2 separate regions of the Mus musculus genome follow, and region 1 is linked to region 2. A link is a contact called in public promoter capture Hi-C data. All regions are on one chromosome and are shown on one strand. Each heading gives the region's core, a stretch centred on a gene start, on an enhancer-like site or on the middle of the called end of the contact. The rest is flanking DNA. Distances are from core to core; before and after follow the strand shown. Region 1 holds the start of Lncenc1 (long non-coding RNA, embryonic stem cells expressed 1). Region 2 holds the start of Tbca (tubulin cofactor A).

Evidence for each region. Promoter capture Hi-C pulls out the DNA fragments that hold promoters and counts their contacts.
Region 1: a promoter capture Hi-C map of liver shows a contact between it and region 2, with 4 times the contacts expected there. The contact joins the promoter of Lncenc1 here to the promoter of Tbca in region 2. A contact is called at or near these places in 2 of 39 promoter capture datasets (liver and pre-B cells).

Annotation. Positions count from the first base shown.
Region 1 is chr13:97,432,799-97,439,531 of GRCm38.p6, forward strand. It overlaps Lncenc1 (long non-coding RNA, embryonic stem cells expressed 1), which reads left to right and starts at 2,172. Exons shown (of 2, transcript NR_110432.1): 1 at 2,172-2,294.
Region 2 is chr13:94,787,459-94,794,255 of GRCm38.p6, forward strand. It overlaps Tbca (tubulin cofactor A), which reads left to right and starts at 1,462. Exons shown (of 4, transcript NM_009321.3): 1 at 1,462-1,544. The coding sequence starts at 1,492.

The DNA.
Region 1 (6,733 bases), core at 922-3,421, 2.6 Mb after region 2:
GCCTCTGTGCTTTTGTAATCAGATCTGGGTTGAGCCTTCTGGAGAGAGACCGTCTAGAAGTGACTGGGGTTCTCTTTAGTGTCTTAGCAGGTGGCACAGATCACAAAGCTGATGACATTCCTGGTGACCACTCCTTTAGCTTCCTGTCTGCTAGGCTTCCTTAGCTAAAAGCCATTCTTTTCTCTCCTGAATCTGTTAAGCATTTAGCAGGGAAGGCTCTTGCTCTCCCACTCCCATCCCCCTACCCCGATCTTGCCCTGCATCAAGCTTCCAATCGGTTTCTGGCTTCAGAATGAATTCATAGTTGCCCATTTCATCCAACGAATTTTCATCTACTAATAGTATGATTTTTTGATGCTCATATTGTCCTTCAGTGGCCAGTGGGAGTTCAGTCAGGCTGATGTTTGTTCCTTTAACATCTCTATCTTTCTTCTTGAGCGCATCCTTTTTGGCATAGCAAGATAGTATCTTCATCTGACTTTTTCTAAGTTTCTGTTTTGGATTCAGTTGTTTGTTCAGGAGGCTCTGGTTTCCTGGAATAGAGGATGGTACTGAAAAGTCAGTGTCTGGGGGCCAGGGATGCGGCTCCACTGGGAGAGTCCTTGCCAGCACAGATGAAGACCTCCACTTAGATCCATCACAAATGTATGGTATACTAGGATGTGCCTGCAATCCCAGCACCCAAGAAGCAGGAGAAAGAGGGTCAGAACTTCAAAGATGTCCCAAGATCCAACACAGTGGGTATGAGGCCAGCCTGGGATACATGAAACTTTGAAAATATCACCCTTTAGCATCCCTTTTTCCTAAATACTTCATTACAGAGCAATAAGTTATTTCCCCAGCACTTAGGAGGCATAGGCAGGTGGATTTCTGAGTTTGAGGCCAGCCTGCTCTACAGAGTGAGTTCCAGGACAACCAGGGCTACACAGAGAAACCCTGTCTCGAAAAACAAACAAACAAACAAACAAACAAACAAGCAAAAGTTATTTCATGAAACGAGCCAAATTAAGCCAGATTAGAGTATATCTAAAGGCAGGTTATTGGAAAACCTTTCCTGGGTTAGTGAGTTCACCGATCCCAAGGATAGAGGCCAGGAAAGTCACCGTGGGGAGGGAGACAGAAGGGAGGGAGATATGCCAGCGGAATGTGTAGAGGATATGTAGAGGGTAGGTAGAGACCCAGGTTGAGACTGAAGGATGCTGGGAGAACCTGAAGGCCAGATCCACTTTGGTATGTTAAATATGCACCTCAACGCTTTGTCCACGGTCTGAAAACCAACACAGAGTAATGCTTAGTTTTGTATTTATCTTTATCCATTGAACACTATTCATATTAACATCCATTTCCAATCTAGTCTTTCTGATATCCTTAAAATTCTTCCTTACCTGACTGCCCTCTCTGGATGATGTAACTCTTTACCCATCTGCCATCTCTGCTGCGGGTTTCCTTTTTCAGCTCTCTCCTCTAGCCGCTGGGGCATTGACTTCCCAGGCTGGGTCCTAATTGCACTGCAGGACACCATCTTTCGGCCTAAATGAACATTTACATCCCATCTTCCAAACGTCTTTGCCCTGTTTTGGCTCTGACTGAATACCCCAGGCTGCCCCGCATGCCCCTGTGGACACTCGGGTTACCCGGCTTAGGCTCTTTAATATCAGTCTACAGGGTTACAGATAGATACCTGCTCCTCCCTGAAACTCCTAGAAGTCAGTGTGACTCAGCACATTTTTAAGGGTCTTCCTGGGACTGTACAAAAACTCTGTGTGTGGGGGGGGGGGCTAAGCTAGGAGAAAAATGACAAATAATAATCAAATCTGACCAACAAAATAGACAAACATGGTCCCGGGGGATGGAGAGGAAGGTTGTGGCATCAGCCCCTAGGCTCACTTACCTGTGAAGTGTCTGCAGGAGTGAGGAGGGAGCCATGGTAAGAGGGGGGCAGTTTTCTACATATATCCTGTGATTTCTGCTCTAGATATCTCGATTAAGAAATAAATGAATAAATTGGGGACTCGGCCAATGGCTCAGTGAGAGGGAACTGATGAGAGAGGCTTCTGGCAGACCAGGTGACTTCAGGAGGAAAAAAAAAATTAATTCAATTTCATCGAGTGCATTTCCTCTGGACCCAGGAATCACAGGAAATGCAATGTCTTTGAAAGGATGGAGTAGATTTCATTTTCTAGCGATCACTTTCCTTCTGCTGGTGACACACTGTTACTTCAAAGGCCTGGACCGGGGCGTGTTTCCTGTAAGGGTGAGCAGATTTGAATGACCGCTCAGGATGGACCTGCTCTGTAAGCACCCACCCCATGGGGCAGGCAATCTTGGGAATTACTGCTTTCCCGGCCCCTGCCTGCTGGGCTCGGGGCCTGGTGAGGTGATGGGGGTGGGGTAGGGGATTTCACAGTTCCCTAGCTCAATTAGGAGACAAAGCAGGATTGTTCTTAGCTTTGTTTTACGGAATTTCAATTGGGGGGGGGGTGTAAAAAAGATTCCCCGAGGACGCAAAACCCTAAATTGTTCTTGCTTTATCTTCTTGTTAAAATGTGTTGTGCATTCCTGGGCTGGAAGGCAGAGGAAATAAAGCTTCGCCGCTACCCCACGCGCCCTTCCCTATCTAGCCCTGTCAGGTCCCAAGTATTTGAGGGAGTTCTAATTACAGAGGAAACAGACTCCCTATCTGGTCTGGACTCTTGTCAGTGGAGAGTGCTCTTAAACGTTCCACATGGATTCAGGGAAATACGATTTGGAGAAGTGCTGATTTTTATTGGGCATGACTAACTCAAGCTGCATCTTTGTATTTTTTTTTCACTCCCTTTTAAGAATAATCGCTTCAAAATGATTAATGATGCCTGAAGCCACCGTCCTCACTTCCTGCGGTGAAACGCGGAACTTTTTGTGCATGTCTGGGTTTGTACAAGGGTGGGCTCCCAACTCACTGAGACAGTTTCCCATCCTGTCCAGACAGTTGGGTTATTGTTCAGGAAAGCTGAGTCTCTGGGGGGTGGGGTGGGGGCTGCAGAGAGGGGACCCTGTTCTGTCCCCCTCAGGGAGAAAAGAAAGGCTTCGCTCCAGTTACAGGAGAGTGAAATTGGTTAACCTCTCAAGGTGCCAGGACAAGCTTGTTGCTGGATTAGTTGGGTCCTAATTCTCTCTTCTCTCTCACTCCTTCTTCCCCGCCCCCTTCCCTCTCTCCCGTGTGCGCGCGCACGCGCGTGTGAATTAAGAACAAAACCTTGGTGTCTTTGAAAACCAGTAGAAACAAAAGGTCACCACCCTGCTGGGATGCAGCCATCTCTAGGTCCAGGCAGAGCTCCCCTGCCCCCCGGAACTCCCCAGGGGAGCATCCTGCCTTCTTCCTAGGATCGTCCTGGGAAAGCTGTTGCCTGGTCGTAGCCCGGAGACCGCAAGGATTCTAGCTCTAGCCGAGTCCCGCCCTCCCATCTCTGCCGGCCTAGGAGATATCTGCGGCAGCTGCAGGGGCCATTTTTTATAAATCGTATTTAGTAAAGACTGTGAGTGATTTTTGTAGATGACAGGAAAGTACTAGAATACTGGTGACTGGTTCCCCTGGTGGATTCTGAGAGGCTAGTTTGTCATGTAAATGTTTGCAACCTTCTGTCCAACTCCTCCATTCTGTCTTTGCATTTCAGTTCTGAGGAAGGCCGACTGGTGAAGTATGTACTAAAAGATTTCCTTTGTGAAGCTCAGTGCAAGCAATAACAATCTCTTCTGCCCATAAGGTATGGAGCGCCTGAGCTTTGGAGGACTGGCCACGTTAGGACTAGCTAGCTTAAAAGAGACAAGAAGGCTAACAAAATTCTCTCCACTAAAGGCGCATGCCAGGCAGTGAGCAGGGCACAAGCTTCTCTCCTGAGCAGATTCATCACAGGAGATGTCGGTGTCCAAGGGATTCATCACGTTAGAGCTTGTGAGCCCCGACTGAGAACAACATCTGCAAAAAAAAAATATGGAAACATGAAGTATTCCTTTAGGGTTACCTTCTATTGAAAAGTCAGGGAGCACACACCTGCAGTCCCAGCACTTGGGAGGCAGTGGGGGGAGGGGCTGCTGGGAGGGGAGCTGATCTCTAGTTTAAGGCATGTCTGGGATAGATAGTGAATATCAAACAAATAAGGAGTCAAGTGTGAGACCAAAATGAACTCCCCCCTCCCCCAGATTCAATAGCCTATCTGTTTTTTCCTGAGCAGTGCTATTCTGGTTGTATAAATCAAATTCTCGGTTTGCAGAACGATTCTGGCATCAAGTGCATTAGAAATAGTGATTTTAGGCAGGGTTCCCAGGGGGTTAGAGCTGGGAGCACTGGTCTTTATGTTAATAGGGAGAGCACCTGCTTGAGCAATCTGGGAACACTGGTTTTCTTCCCACGGTGCCTTCTCCATGTGAATTAATCTGTTAGCTGGTATGTGTGTCAGTTTATTTAGGAACATGTGTGCTGACAATTGGCTCCTGACTGTAAAATAAGGTCTTGGGGGAGATCATGATTAATTGCCTGCCTTACTGTGTGTGTATGTATATGTGCCTTTGATGACAGGCATTATCAGTGCGCATGTGTCTATAAAACTAAAGACAAACTAATGGCAAGCAATTATTAAGACATCGGAAGTGTGAATGAACAGGAAAACTTGGAGTTATCTGGACTTCCATTCTCTTCATGGACCTCGGAGCCAGGGAGATCTTACTTCTGAAATGCAGCATTTTCAGATATAGAACAGGCAGAAAAGTGTTCTTGGAGCTCTTGGAATTATAGGGACACACATTTTATTTAAAAGAAACAGGGCTGCTTAGTACAGTGGCATGTGCTTGCCTGCCAGCCTTCTGTTGGCTAAGGCAAGTTCAAGGCTGGCTTGAGTGCTCTAAGGAGAGCTTACCTCAAAACACAAAACAAAGACGCCAACCAAACCAAACCAAACCAACCAACCAACCCACCAACTAATAAACAACTGCAACAGCAACAACAACAAAACAAACAAAAACCCACAGCAAACAAACAACAAAACAAATACAAACAAAATAAACAAACAGTGCTAGATCTCAAACAGAAGATCTTTACAACAATTATTTGTTTTTCTGCTCTGTTCCAGCCTTCTAAAGCTGTGAATGGTGGTCAGCTCTGTATTCAATGTCTTAACAAGGCAGAGTCCTATTGGTCTCTTATTAAAGCCCAGAACAACAGACAACTGGATAATACAGTTCCCCACAAAACAAAATGTGAGCAATTTACAGTCATTTTTATCAGTGAGATATTGAAACAAACAGCACAAAAGGTAGCATTGCTTCCTTATAAAATGAACACAGTTTTATGAAGACCAAAACCTATTCCCAGAGAAATGGAGCTTTAAGCTGAAGAACTGGACAACAGTGGGGGTTTTGTTTGTTTTGGTTTTGGTTTTGGTTTTCTAAGACAGGGTTTCTCTGTGTGGCCCTCTGTGGAGATGGATGAAGATAGAAATTTTACTTCACAAGGATGAGGAATTTTTTTATTGGTTGGTTAGTAATTTGGGTGTTTTCTTTGGACACAGGCTTTCGCTGTGCAGTCCTGGCTGTCCTGGAACTTTCTCTGTAGACCAGGCTGGCCTGGAACTCAGAGATGTGCCTGCCTCTGCCTCCAGAATGCTGGGATTAAAGGTGTGCGCCACACCCAGCTAAGGCATGCTGAAGACTACAATTCTGGCATTAGCATTCTCTTTGGAATATTACTGTAGCATCGGAATCCAGAGTGAATCTAAGGGGAGGGTGCAGAGGTGACCAGCTGAGAGACAGCTTCCCCAGCATATGACAATTTCCCCAGCATATGACAACTGTCTGAGTGCTGGATGTCCTGCACACATCTGCTCATTTGTCTTGTTTTAGACACTGGCCTTGGGAGGTTGCTGGAAGCGCGGTGTGGCTCCTGCAGTGGGCATCTGGGGGAGAGGCCTGAGCTTTTATCTTACTAAAGCCAACTGCCTGGGAATGGAGAACACTGAGGAGATGGAAAGGGTGAGCAAAAAGCTGGAAGAGGCAGAGAAGTCATCTCAATAAAACCAGAGATGGCAGCAGGCAGCACGGAGGGCTGCAATGGCGGAACTATCAGCGGCTGCTGCACGGGAGGCTACGTGGGCTGGAAACAAGCCAGCTCTGCTGTGGCTAGATTGGGGCCAGGGTTAGGTGGGCAGCCAGGCCACGAGAAGGTTGGTGAGAAAGTGAAGCGGGTGGCGACTGCGCACAGTTCAGAAGGCAGCAGAGTGGCGGGCTGTTTTTCTTTCTTTCCCAGAAGGAGGACTTGAAGATTCTCTCAATCACTCAGCAAATATTTATTGGTGTCTACTAAGAGCTAAATGCAGAGGAGTTGGAGATAAAAGGAGCTCCCGGTGCTCCGAAAGAGCTCTCCGTCCCGGAGCTTGCAAAGGGAGAGGAGAGGTGAACAGCGAGCCTAATACCGTGTGTGTCAAGAGCCCCGTGGGAGGGGAGGCCACAGCTCTTGTCACACAAGAGGGAGAGTATTGAGGCTTCCTGGAGGGCTAATTAGGCATTCACCAGGCAAATCGCGAAGGGAGAACAAGGGGCTCAGAGGGACGGAGCTGGAAAGCTCAGTTGCAGAATAGTGTTGAGGCAGGAGGCAGCAGTGGGTCAGCAGGCTCAGGGGAAACCTCCAGTATGGCTCATAGGGAGTTTCTGAACCACAGAGTGGGTAGCCGAGGGCGGCAAAGAGCAGCAGAGGCTTGACCAA
Region 2 (6,797 bases), core at 212-2,711:
GATGAGAACTGAACTAAGGGTCAGGAGAGGCCAAGAGCATCAAGTGAAGAACAGAACCAAGAAATGAGGACGCAATGGAGGCCATGCCTCAATTCCTTGGGGGTTGTAGGGGTGCTTCAACAGGAAGAGACTCTAGAACACAGTTCAGGGTGCCTTGTTCTATGCAAATTGTATCTTGGAAAATATGGTGGAGTCAAAAGTTGTCCCATGTCTGCTGTGTTTAGGCATTGTGCTGAATGCCACCCTCTATACACCTGTCACGTGACGTGGGCATTATTTCTTAGGGCTCTTCAAGGAGGTTGAGTGCCGGGGTCCTGTGTTCGCTAAAGGATAGAACTCCACATGTGAGATAGGTGGCTAGTCATTTGCTCTCAAATGACTGAGTCCATTAAGTGTGTAGCAAGAAAAAGGAGATGAACAAATAAATAGCAGGGAGCGGATAGATGACACCATCGAAACAGGTTCTTACAACACCCTGCACAAAGCACTGGAGAAGTCCCTCGGAGTCCCCCAGTCAGAGATTCTCTCTGTGGATGGGATTCTGCCATTTTGTTGCCAGTGTAGGCATACTTTTACACAACTTAAAAAACAAAAACCAAGCGTTTATTTCATACACTTCTGTGTATATTTGCAAGCCACAGTGAACTTGCAGAGGTCAAAGGACAACTTGCGAGAGCTGGTTCTTACACTCTACCACTTTTGAGTCCTGCAGATTGGTCTCAGGCCATCAGGCTAGGAGGAAAGGGCTGCTCCCCTCTAGGCCAAGAAGGTGCAATGCTGTACTGTTTTCTCCCTGTCTCAGGGGTAGGGGGCCAGCATGTCTCAGGACGGGGAGTCTTGCTGGACACTTGAAACAAACTTGCTAAAATTTAGGACAAGAGGAACCTCCTTACTCCCAGAGTCCTCTCTCCATAAACTCAAACATCACAAGACAATTTACATAAGTAACACTCTGGAAAGGGAAGGGACTATATGGAGAAAGGGAACCGGAAGAGGGGGCATGGATTGGAATGTAAAAAAAAAAATTAAATTAAAATTAAAAATTTCTTTTGACTGTCTGCATTATGGTATTTTATTTCATCAAACACAGATCTCTTTCTCCATTTGACAACAGACAGTGAAAACAAAAATTATCCTTGTTAATAGTTTCTAAGTCACACTGTCCATTAAGCAGCTAATCCTGTTCACTTTCTCAGGAACAGAAAGTTTCTTAACTCAGGCTATGGAGACTGAGAAAATAAAAGTGCAGCTTGTGTACAAATCCTGTCCAAGCACCAGGGAGAAGCAGCTGGTATAGGGCTTTGAGAGTCTCCAGCTCTAGGTACCAGCAGTCTAGATGCAAGGATTCCAGGTAAGAGTCGGGAGGCGAGGCGGGGTCGGGCTCTCCAGGTACGCATGCGCGCACTCTGGGCTCCACGCCCACTCCACCGCCCCTTCTGCGCCGGCGCGCCGCGCAGCCCCGCCTCTCCTTCCTGCGGCGCCTTAGGGACCATGGCCGATCCTCGCGTGAGGCAGATCAAGATCAAGACCGGAGTAGTGAGGCGGTAAGGAACGGCCGGCGGCTCCGCGGCTGACGCTCGCTCTTCCCTTCTCACCGCCGGGGAAGCCGGGCGGAGCGTAGGCCCGATGCGGGCGCGGCTTCCAGGCCTCGGCGGGCGGGATGCGAGGGGCCCGCACACGCCTAGGCTGGCGCTGGCAGGGAGCCGCCCTCGGCGCTGGCCCTGCCGCCCTCCGTGCAGGGCTCGGCGCGACCTCGGCGCTGGCCTGGCCGCCTTCCGTGCGAGGCTCGGAGGCGTCCTCCGCGCTCGTAGGCCGGGAGGAGGAGGAAGAGGAGGGCGACCTGTGCCTGGAGGGCCTCGGCCTGTGCGTGCGGGGCGCCGGCTCCCTGAACTTTGCAGTAGGGAGGCGGAGTCCGCCCTGGCCTGGCCTCAGGTGGACTGGACAGCGCTCAAGTTTAAGGGACGCTGAGATCATGGGCCTCACTCAGAATACACAATGGCGGGGCCCTGGCCTCTGACATGGCTCACTTCCAGAGTTTGGGAACTGGGGCTTGAACGTGAGCACCTCTGCAAACTTCTTCCCCGAAGCTCGCCCCGGAGCTGTGGGCTGCTGCCTCCCAGGAATAGGCCAGGCCAGTCTTGTGACTTGCCTTGACTCCCGACTGTACATATTGCAGTGCTCATTAGAACTAGTTTTGTTCAGACCCAAGCTGATCATACCGAAACATTCCAAGGGAAAAGATACACAGCCTCCTTACGAAGCAGATCGTTCTGCAGGGGAAATAGCTTTTTTTCCTGTTGCTCCATCTCTCCACCGTTTATTGATATTCCATCAGAGGGAGGTCAACCCATAGAGGAGAGAATCACTTTTAGAGATACTGCCCGAGTTTTAGTACTTCGAACGGTACTTTGGAAGCTTTTATTACAAAGGCAGCTAGGGTATGGTAGGGGGGCGGGGCGGGGGTGAAGGTGGGGGGGATAGACAGTCGGTTCTGAATTGTGCCTGACTTCAAATCTGGTTTTATGTATTCTGGAACATATTTCATCGTTGTACTGTGCCTCTTCTTACTGAATTTGGAAGATAGAGTCCAAATTCTCCCTGAATTCAGTTTTTGGAAGAAATACCTGCTACATTTTTGATACAGTGTGATTCAAATAAATAAGATACACCATATAGGTTTTGCTCAGTACATGTTTATGAGTGCAGTTTTCAGAATGTGGCTGAAGTCACACTTCAGGTTAGTAGCAGAGCAAGCAAATGAAACAAGGATCCTGGCTCCAGCTGGGATGCGGTGATAGAGCATTAGACTGTGTGATAACACAGGAGGGGAATATGAGATCTATAGCATACAGTAAGTAATCCGCGCTGTCCCTCAGCCCACACGTTTCTTCTCTTTTGCCAGACTTTCCTTGGCTGTGTCATTTCCTTTAGCATATTGTCTATTTTGCAGAAAAGAACCCGGAGGTATAAGAGACTGCTTTAAAGTAAATATCATGAGAAAACATTTCTAAATGTTTTCCCATTAATATGTTGTTGATTTTATCACCCTCTTGATCTATTCTATAAATTTATTTAGTTCAAGTAGTTATAGCCTAACCATACATATGCTAGAGAAACGTCCTTTAAGTAATTAAGAACTAGCTTGTGAGACATTGACAAATTCTCAGATGCCTACATAAACTGCACAGAAGTAGATAAAGTTTTCTGGGTAGATTAATAGGACATTATCAAAGTTTACTTTTGGTATTCATATTTCAATAAGTTAATAATTTTCATGAAACTCATAATTTACCATAATCTCAAGTTGCTTATTAAATGAATGTGTATCATACGCATCTTCCCTGGCCCTTTGTTGACATGAGGTGTAGCATTTCTTCTTGCATACTGTAAAACAGGGACATACACTTTTAAACTTAAAATTTGTATTTCACTTGTTGATTACCTGCATTTTATCTTGCTGTATAATATCTACATCCATAAACATTACTTCTTTATTTTTTCCTGAAAACTTATTTTACTGTGATTGTCTTCTGTGTTAATAGACTAAGGCGGAATTCTACATTTTATCTCATCCAAAGGGGAGCATAAATGAGGCAGACATTAATTGTTGGGGAAGAATGATCTTGGGCCCAAGAGCTTAAAGGGCGTGCTGCTTTTCCTTCTCCAGATTTAGTTCCAAAGACTTCTTAGTTTCATGATTCAAGAATGTTCTTGGTTTTATGAAAGGGATTCTTTCTGCTCATTGGGTTTGTTGTATTTTATAAAACTTGCATTTATTTATTTACTCTGTATGGGGTGGGGGGTGCCTATGCCAAAGCACAGGTATGGAAGTCAGAGGACAGTCTTCAGGAGTTCACTCTCTCTACCATGTAGGACTCTGGGTCATTTAGTTTTTCCTCACAGTTGAGAGCCACTGGGATTTATACTGCAGGCTTTTGTCCTGGAGGCCATTGGATACGTTAGGCTGTGAAGTTACTCACCTACAGCACTTGTGATTCACAAGTCCCCAGTTGTGGAGTTAGGATGGCGCCTGAACAGAGATTGAGAGTTAAGCGTATGGAAATAGGCAGTTAAATAAATGATGGTTGGTATCAGGGAGATAACGCAGTGAGTACAAGATGGCTGTCTGCTTGTTCAGGTGAAATGGTGAAGGCAGTCTAACGTGAGATGAGGTAACCCAACTTGTATTCTAAATGGAAGTAAAAGAGAGTTTCAGGGGAAGTATTTAGCTGGTGTCATAGTTACTATTTTGTTGCTGTGACTAGATGCCATGACCAAGGCCACTTCAAAAAGGAAGCTTTTCATTGGGGCTTTGTTTATAGTTTCAGAGGGTGAGTCCTTGACTATCATGGTGGGAACAAGGCAGTTGGTAGACAGGCATGGCGCTAGAGCAGCAGCTGAGAGCTTAAATCTTACTTTCAGGATAGAGGCCGAGAACACCAGAGACTGGGCCTGATGGGCTTTGGACACCTCAGAGCTAACCCTCAGTGCCACACCCCCTCCTACAAGGCCCAAACAGCTCCAGCAAGCAGTCAGATATGTGAGACTCTGGGGGTAGTTGCCATTCAAACCACCACAGGTGGAAAATAAGCATGAGCTCCGCAGTGCCCCACCCAGAGAAATGTGCAAAATGTTTAGAAACCCTAAACTTTTTGAGTGCTGACATAACACAGGTTCAGATTTTGGGGCACTTCTGATTTTGGAGTTACAGATGTTCAAACTGGTAAGGTTTATATAAGCATTCCAACATCTGAAAAACTTTGGTTTGAAACGTGTTTGGTCCCAAGTATTAAGGGGTACTTGTACAACAGTGGGCATTGTTGGTAGATTTGGTCTGTGTACTAGTTGCTATGTGTTGCTATGATAGTTACAGTTGCTATGATTAGTTACTTAGTGTTGCTATGATAATCCCCACTACCACAACCAACTTGAGTAGGACAGGGTCTAGTTCATCTTCCGGGTAACAAGCCAAGGCAGGGACTCAGATAAGAACCTGAGGCAGGAACTGAAGCACAGGCTATGGTAGAGTGCTCTCCCATGGCTTGCTCTGTCTGCTGTCATACATAGCCCAGAACCACCTGTCCAGAGGTGTCACTGCCCTGGGCTTGGTGTTCTCGTGGTTAATCATGAAAGGGCCTACGGGTCAGTCTGATGGAGGCAGTTTCTTATTTAAGTTTCCCTCTTCCTGGGTGACTCTAGTTTGTCAAGTTGATAAAAAAACTAGTTAGCATGGTCTGGCTGGCTCTTTTTAAAACGTTTATTTTTTTTTTATTTTTATTGTTTTGCGGATTAACTTTATAGGTATCTGTTATGTGTCACAGCTAATCTGGCCAACCTCACAGGGAATGACCAAATAATAGTCCCAATTTTTGTCTCAGTGCAGATCTGAAATTACTGTCATCTATCTGGTGTCTGACCATTGATTGATACATAGGTGGCAACTATTGTCCTAATTCTTTTGGACAGGAGTTTCCTAGGATATGGGATATTTTCTGTTAAAACTGACAAAATCTCAGGTAAACTAAGTTGGTTGGTCATCATCTCTGTACCTAGCTTCCATATCTCTACTTTGTATATGTTGTAATTTATTCGGAGACTGTTATAATTATATACTATCAATCTTTATACATTGGGCCTTACTTAATTTAAATTTGTGATATAAATACAAATTCTTGCCATAGTAGCTTTTTTCTACATTAATTATTTAGAAAATAGTTTCACTAAAGTAGAGGAAAAATTGAACTTGTTTTATTGACTGTCAAGATGTATTTTTAGCTAAGCAACTTTTGTCTACTCTACATTTCTAAGTAGGATTTGTGTTTACAAAATAAGTTTGTTATTAAGTATGTCATAAGTTCAAGAGATTCTACATGGAGAAAATTTAAATCTATTTAATGTAAAAAGTGACTTTCAACTTTAAAGCCGACTTTTAATAAAGCCTGATGAACTAGGCCTTTGTTGGGTGAACTGATTGATTAAAAATACTTCCTTAAATATCTTTTCATAACCATCTTACTTCGAATCCAGTGTGGACAAGGAACGTTACAGTATTGGAGTCTAATGACATTGCCCTGTAGCTTTCCTGTGGTTAAATGAATGTGACGCCAGTGGGTTGGAAGGAGGCTGGGACAGTTCTCACTGCAGTGTGCTGCTCTAGCTTTAACAGTCTCTTAACTCTGCTTAAGTGTAGCTGACACACCATAATTACAGATCTGCAGGCCTTGATTACAGAATTTTACTTCAAGACCCTGTAGGGACATTATATTGATTTTTTTTCCTTAATAAACCCTGTTCCCAAACTGTGCCATCTTCCAGAATTTATATATACCTACAGTCTTGGTTTTCTATATACATACACACATTATATATTACATAGCAGGAATTGGGATCAAAATGTAAGTAAAATCGTTATTTAGTTAAATATATAATATAGTGGTATAAAAGTGAAAAATATGCATAAGTAGACAAAAGGGTTTCTTCCCTAAGCTCTGGCTCCTGGTACAGTTCTCATAGTTAAAGTAATGATGGATGAAGTGTGATGGGGACTATGTGGGAAAGGTTAAGTAAAGAGCTGTGTGAACAACTCCTGTAGCCTCACGAGCTTTGCCTTTCCCTTTTTGTTCTCTTGTACCACACCTCTTTGCTTTGAGTCAGTCAACCAGAATGTCTTACTTTAAAATTTACCTTTGAACTGTAGCCTCGTTTGGAAGTTTTGTGATCAGTTCTCCAATGTCATAGAGGCAGTGTCAGAGTAGAATGTAGGAGGTCAGCCCCTCACCTCGTCTGCCAGCTGCTTG